Regions from separate parts of the Mus musculus genome. Here region 1 is linked to region 2. Evidence: chromatin contacts called from public Hi-C data. All regions are on one chromosome and are shown on one strand. The core of a region is the stretch at or near the end of the contact, and the rest is flanking DNA. Distances in the headings are between cores, read along the strand shown. Region 1 overlaps Cntrl (centriolin). Region 2 overlaps Psmd5 (proteasome (prosome, macropain) 26S subunit, non-ATPase, 5).

Evidence for each region. Hi-C and Micro-C count contacts between places; a contact is called where the count stands out from the background.
Region 1: a Hi-C map of Th1 cells shows a contact between it and region 2, with 1.8 times the contacts expected there. The contact joins two enhancer-like sites. A contact is called at or near these places in 7 of 484 Hi-C or Micro-C datasets (the G1E-ER4 cell line, Th1 cells, cortical neurons and 4 more), 1 of 115 datasets of contacts at active chromatin or transcription factors (effector CD8 T cells) and 1 of 9 other capture datasets (adipose tissue).

Annotation. Positions count from the first base shown.
Region 1 is chr2:35,172,369-35,175,942 of GRCm38.p6, forward strand. It overlaps Cntrl (centriolin), which reads left to right. Exons shown (of 44, transcript NM_001379274.1): 39 at 649-789; 40 at 2,741-3,004; 41 at 3,170-3,232. Among named protein-coding and RNA genes, the nearest start is that of Rab14, 27 kb to the right of the region's middle. Within about 2 kb of position 1,898, at least 58 of the 459 cell types and tissues checked have an H3K27ac peak or open chromatin away from gene starts, as enhancers often do. A contact at or near this core is called in Th1 cells, where this site is marked.
Region 2 is chr2:34,854,026-34,857,169 of GRCm38.p6, forward strand. Psmd5 (proteasome (prosome, macropain) 26S subunit, non-ATPase, 5) reads right to left here. Exons shown (of 10, transcript NM_080554.2): 8 at 2,423-2,532; 9 at 227-367. Among named protein-coding and RNA genes, the nearest start is that of Psmd5, 15 kb to the right of the region's middle. Within about 2 kb of position 1,431, at least 8 of the 459 cell types and tissues checked have an H3K27ac peak or open chromatin away from gene starts, as enhancers often do. A contact at or near this core is called in Th1 cells, where this site is marked.

The DNA of each region.
Region 1 (3,574 bases), core at 648-3,147, 320 kb after region 2:
TTGTTCAGCATTAATTTTTATCAAGCGTTAAAACCAGGAAGCCTGGTCTACCATGCTTTTACCCATGACCTAAGGGGTGGGGTGGTGATGACATCAGTCAGAGCAGTGTGCACAGTGTTTCCAGGAGTGGCTGTTTCCAGCGCTCTCTGGAGGGACTAGTAGAACTGCTGTATGAAGGAAATCTGATGCGTTATCAGAAGGTGGTGTGCTTTAACTAGGACTTGGGCAGGATGATCGGAAAGATAGATTTAAGCTGGCCATGGTGGCCCAGTCCTCTAATCCCAGACTCAAAACCAGAGGCTGGAGGATCTCTGTGAGTTCGAGGCCAGCCTGGTCTTACAGTGAGTTCCAGGCCAACCAGAGCTACACAGTGAGACCCTGTCTCAAATCAATAAATGATAATCCCTACAGCCCCTGAAGGATGTTGCCCTTTCATGGGTCACTGATGGGGCTGAGGGAGGGGAAGGTGACTTGTCAGAGGTACTGCTAAAGATTTGGCTTCAAACACTGGATTCAAATTCTCCCAGTCACACTACACCTGCCTCCAGAATGCTCCATTTCACAGTTGTAGAAACTGAGGTCTTTACATTGCTGGTGAGTGTGGAACCCGTGTGTGTCTGCAAAGTCCTTTGCCTCCCTGCATGCTAGGAGCAGAAGCAGGAGAACAGCTGCATGCAAAAGGAAATGGCTACAATTGAGCTGGTGGCCCAGGACAACCACGAGAGGGCCAGGCGCCTCATGAAGGAGCTGAGCCAGATGCAGCAGGAGTACCTGGAACTCAAGAAACAGGTGTGCACCCCAGAACCCCAGCTGACCAGCCCGGGCCACTGTGCGGGCACAGGCAGGGTTTATTGTTGTCAGTATCTCTTTAACAGGAATGTGGGACTTGTGAAAGCTGACTGTAAAGAGTGTTCTTCAAGTTAATTTTTTTCTTAGCCTTAAAATTTAGACATAAACTTAAGGAAAAAGAATTGGTTGAAAATCTACTCTTAAAATTAAATGAACTAGCTTTTTTTTAAAAAAGATTTATTTATTTTTATTATATGTAAGTACACTGTAGCTGTCTTCAGACACTCCAGAAGAGGGAGTCAGATTTCATTACGGATGGTTGTGAGCTAGCATGTGGTTGCTGGGATTTGAACTTCGGACCTTCGAAAGAGTAGTCGGGTGCTCTTACCCACTGAGCCATCTCACCAGCCCATGAACTAGCGTTTTAAAGTGATCTTATTTATTTACAGATTTATGGTTATGTGTGAATGTGTACGTGTGTGCGCCCACACCGTGGTGAGCATGAGGAGGTCAGAAGACAACTTGTGGGAGGCCGTTCTGCTCGTGAACTGGGCTCTGAGGATTCAGTTCGGTGTGAGGCTTATTAACAAGTGCCTTACCTGCTAAGCCAGCTCAGCTGACTGGCTTTAAGTGGGTGTGCAGGCCCAGGACCTGAGTGTGCTGGTGGATATGTGTGTGGGAGTGGGAGGAGCCTTGGCTCTCATTCTCAGGAATGCCAGCATGTGTTTAGATGGACTGGCCTGCAGTGAGCCCCCATGCCCAGCACGGTTATGTGTGTTCTGGGGCTTGAGCTCAGGTCTTCATGCTTGCAAGTTTACTGGCTGACTTTTTGTGTTGTGTGTGTGCATGCGCACCCATGCCCTTGTCTGTAGCAATATACATCTGTACACATACATGTGGAGGGCAAAGATCACACGCAGGCGCCATTCCTCAGATGTCCACCTTGCTTTTTGACAAGATTCCCATCTTAGAGTTTCTGTTGCTATGCTAAAAGACCATGACCAAAAGCACCTTGGGAAGGAAGGGGTTAATTTCAGCTCGCAGCCCTCAGGCCACACTTCATCAGGACAGGAAGTGAAGCATGCCTTGGAGGAACTTGGAGGAACTCTGCTTACTGGCAGGAAGCTGCTTACTAGCGTTCTTCTCATGGCCTGCTCAGACTGCTTTCTTGTACAACTCGGGACCATCAGCCTAGGAGTGGCCCCGCCACAGTCTGTGGGACCCCCTCCTCCCCACACACACATCAGTCAGCAGTCATGAAACCGCCTGATGCACTCACCTATAGGCCAGTCTTAGGGAGGCATCTTCTCAATTGAGAGGCCCTTTTCCCAAATGACTATAGCTTGTGTTAAGCTGACATAAAACTAACTAACTCACTAGCTCTCACTGGGACCTGAGGCTTACCAATTAGGATATGCCCCATCCACGAACCTGTCTTTATGCCCTAGCACGGAGGTACAGGCACATGCCACTATACTAGCTTTTATGGGAAAGCTGGAAATCCAACTCTAGTCCTCGTGCCCAGCAAGCACTGCACTAATGGAACCTTCTCCCCAGCTGTTTCTGTTGATTGTTTGCTGTGAGTGTGGGTGTTGCATGCACTTAAATGGTTCATGTAGAGAGCCAGGGAAGAGCACTCGATATCTTCCTCTAATTGTTCTACTGCCTTGCGACAGGGACTCTCACTGAAACTTAAGCTCACTGCTAGGCTAGGCTGGCTGGCCAGTGAGCCCCAAAGACTGACCTGCCTCTACCTCCCTAGTCCTGGAATGACAAGCATGGTCCCTCACCCAGCCTTGTGGGTTCTGAGGATTGAACTCGGGTCCTGATGCTTGCAAATCAAGAACTGCGTGTACTAACTGAGCCTGTCCAGGGTGTGTGATCTTCCAGGTAAGACGCACTAAGCGACTCAGTTCTAAGTCCTGATGTTTGACCCCACCACCCTGCTTAGGTAGCAAACCAGAAAGACTTGGAGAGGAGGCAGATGGAGGTCAGTGACGCAATGAGGACGCTGAAGTCGGAGGTGAAAGACGAAATCAGAACCAGTCTGAGGAACCTCAACCAGTTCCTTCCAGAACTTCCAGCAGATCTAGCGTCTATTTTGGAAAGAAATGAAAACTTAAGAGAGTTGGAAAGCTTGAAAGAGAACTTCCCGTTTACCACAAAAGAGAGGATTTTTGAAGAAAAATCCAACTTTCCCCAAGTTCACATCATGGTAACGTTTGTCCAGCTGTCCCGGGCTTCAGAGTGAGAATCTGATTCCCGCCTCCCCCGAGAAAGCTAAAAACAGATTTGGGAGCACCAGGGAGGGAGGGAAAGATGGTTGGCTCCCACCTGTGGCAGTCGGTGACTCATTGGTCTCCTTTTCTCTCTGAAAAAGGATGAACACTGGCGTGGAGAAGCACTCCGTCAAAGGCTGCGCCGCCATGAAGATCAACTCAAGGTTGCCTCTTAAAAAACCAGAGAAAGTCCCTGTGAGATAATTGGCACTTGGCAAGAGTAGGGAAAGATTTCCATGTGCAGTCTACTGCAACACTCAGGAGGATGCTTATAGATCACACTTAAGACGTTCAGAGAAGCTGACATTACAGATAGCAAATGGCTATCAGCATTCAAGCCCATCTGAATTCTAGGGCATTGGAGGATAGCCCAGTGGTACAGCACTTGTCTAGCACATGCAAGGCACTGGGTCCAATCTAGAATCTTGGTGTCAAGCTGTGTTCTTTAACCTCTATAACGCTGTTCCTTGAGACAGGGTCTCTCTGTACCCTAGAATATCCTAGTA
Region 2 (3,144 bases), core at 181-2,680:
GCTGAGCAGAACTTGAGGAGCTGGGTCAACCTGTGATGCAATAGCAGCTGGTTTAAACCTCAGACAGTAGTGAACACCCCTTACTGACAACCCGTTGGCACGAGTCTCTCTCAATGGCTCCTGAAGCAGCAGGGTAGAAACTACTGCGTGCACAGAGGCTAGCTCACTCTAGTGCTCCGTGTTGAGCTGGCAGTCACAGAAGGATCTGAGGAGAAAAGGTACCTACTGTGAAAACTTTCAAGGCAGCACAGTGTAGCTCCGGGAAGGGCTGGTTACTGATACCACGGAAAAGCTCCAGGGAGTCTCGAGACATGGAGGAAAACCAGGATTCTGTCATTCCCAGGAAGTCATCAGTCTGCTGCTCAGGCTGCAGCACAGAAAGGAAATGCCCATGGCAAGGTTACCACAGCCAGAGAAAAGCCCGTGCCTGAGTCAGGAAGCCTTGGATAAATGGCATTCTGTGAGCCCCTTGGAGAGAACCCATCTCTCAATCCAGGCCAGAAAGCTCCCATCTTTGTTGGACGGGATGAACTACTCACTAGGACTCCTCCAGTTCTATTACTCTGTCATTCTATGTTACACTTAAGATATGGACGGTGATGGCACACGCCTTTAATCCCAGCACTTGGGAGGCAGAGGGAGGTGGATTTCTGAGTTCGAGGCCAGCCTGGTCTACAAAGTGAGTTCCAGGACAGCCAGGGCTACACAGAGAAACCCTGTCTCGAAAATAAAAAACACAAGCAGACAAACCAAAAGATATGAGTAACCGAGCTGCTGATGGCTCAGCGGGTAAAGCCCTGGCTGTGTGAGCCTGACAGCCCGAGTTCAGTCCTCAGGTGTCATATAGAGTAGGAGAGAACTGACTCCATCAAGTTGTCCTCCGATCTCCACATGTGCACTATGGCACGTGTGCCTATACATATGCACATCTCCTGTAACCCCCTTCTCTCACTCACGATGATAGATTTCGGGAGTGAGAAGGGGTTATGGGTAAGCTAACTAAGACTAAAGAAGCAGCCCCCACCCCCAAGGGACTCTGATCCCTGCATGAGTGGACAATGCTGTTCCCAGAGGAAATGGGCTAGTAACTGAAAACCCCAGCGACTCCCTACAGTTGGGAGGTCCCAGAGAGCACCTCCCCTATTAAAGCAGGTTATGCCTGTTGCTCTTAGCTGTCCATCATAACTAAATGATAACCCTGGAAAACTTCTTCTAAGCTGCCTAGCTTCCGCAGTACCATAAACTGCTCTCTGCAGGATGCAGGGGAGCAAAGACATCAGTGTTCTTGCCCAGTGCTGGACCTGAACGCTGTGCCCACTTGCGATGACTGTTATGAGGAGAACCAAGCACCTGACTGGACTGAGGCCTGCTCCATAGGACAGCATTCAGGCTTGGTACCGTAAAGCTGCAACTCCAGTTCTAGGGGTCTGAGCCCTCTCCTGGCCTCTACAGGCACTGCACACAAGCGCTAAACACCCATACCCATACCCATACCCATACCACACCACACCACACCACACCACACCACACCACACCACACACCACACCACACCACACCACACCACACCATACCATAAAATGACCCATGGCTGTGGAAGTCAAAGGTCTTAGAGGGGCACCTCCTATTGTTGTTTTGCTAGCTGCTCATGTTTATATTTAGATTTGTGAGGCTTTCAGCCTTGGTCAGAGATGCTTCTTTTTGCAATGGGCAGTGACTGGGAATAAGTGACTTTAATATTGCCTATAGTGACACATCTGTATCAATCCCCTGCTTCTCAAGGCTCAGGGAACTCTGAAGACGAGAGGGCAGAAAGAATTTAAGAGCTGAAGATGAGAGGAGTGCTTGAGATGGCTAGCTGCTGTGGTTCCCTGCACAAACTTAAGCCAACCAAAACCCCAATGCAGCCAAGGAAGAGCTAGAGGAGTTGACAGCAGCCAGGGAGGAAGGGGGAGTCTTGCATGTGTGGCCATGACCTCAAACCCTGTGCATATGGGCAGCACTAATTACATAATAAGAAAGAAAGCAGATAGTCATGAGGTTGGAGAGGACATTGGAGGAACAGGGAGGGGACACTGGAAAGGAGTGGACACAATCAAATGTATGCATACGTGTATGCAACTCTTGAATAAATTGAAAAATACCCTTACAAAGTTTTCATGTCCCAGTAACATAGTGAAGGTAGCTCTCACTCTCCTGGAACTCACTCTGTAGACCAGGCTGGCATTGAACTCAAGAGTACCTGCCTCTGCCTCCCAAGTGGTGGAATAACCACTGCCCTGCTTTGTTTTGTTAGGTCTTGAGCCAGGGTTTCTCTCTGGAGCCCTGGCTGGCCTGGAACTCAGAAACTACTAGTGCCATGCCGATTCGTCCTCCCAAACACAGACAGCCCGCTGCCCTTCATTAACTTCCCCGTGTACTTACCGATAAATACAGGAGAGAGGAAACTGCATCCAAGCACCTAATCTTCAGCTCCGTGGAAGCATTCTTTGCTTGATATCCTACTCTCATGAGGACACGTTCAAAGCGGGTTCCTGTGAAGGATAAGGTGACACATTAAACCCAACCAGTGCTGCCCATCTCGTTCATACTGCTGTGCTCCACCACCACCATCCTTCTCAACAGCCCAACCTGAGACGAGGTCCCAACAAGCAAACCCCACCCTCCCTTCTCTCTCCCTGGTGCCTGATCTCGGCTTTCTGTTGCTATGAACTTGACCTCCCTATGTGCTTAACATAAGCTTGTCTGTGAATCGTGCAGTACCTGTTCTCCATGCCTGGCCCTCTTGTTTTAGCAAAATGTCTTTAGACCGCCTCTGTGCTGCAGCTTCTGTCACAGCCTCACACTTTCACACACATGTAACTCATTCATCCACCACGTACATTATGGGGTTTAAATTGCTTTGAGCAGATAGATACTGCTCTACACAGGAGTATATAGACACTGCTTGAACCTTTGCTTGCCATATTGTATTCCAGAGTTGCTGGCTCATACGCTAGCTCTGTTTTAATTTTTCTGTGGAACTTCCATACTGTTTTCTAACATCTGAACACTTGTTATGCTTAGAAGAAAATAAAGGTAGCGGCTACCCTCATGGGTACGAAGTGAAAAGCAATGGACGCTCAGCACGGTAAAACATTACGGAG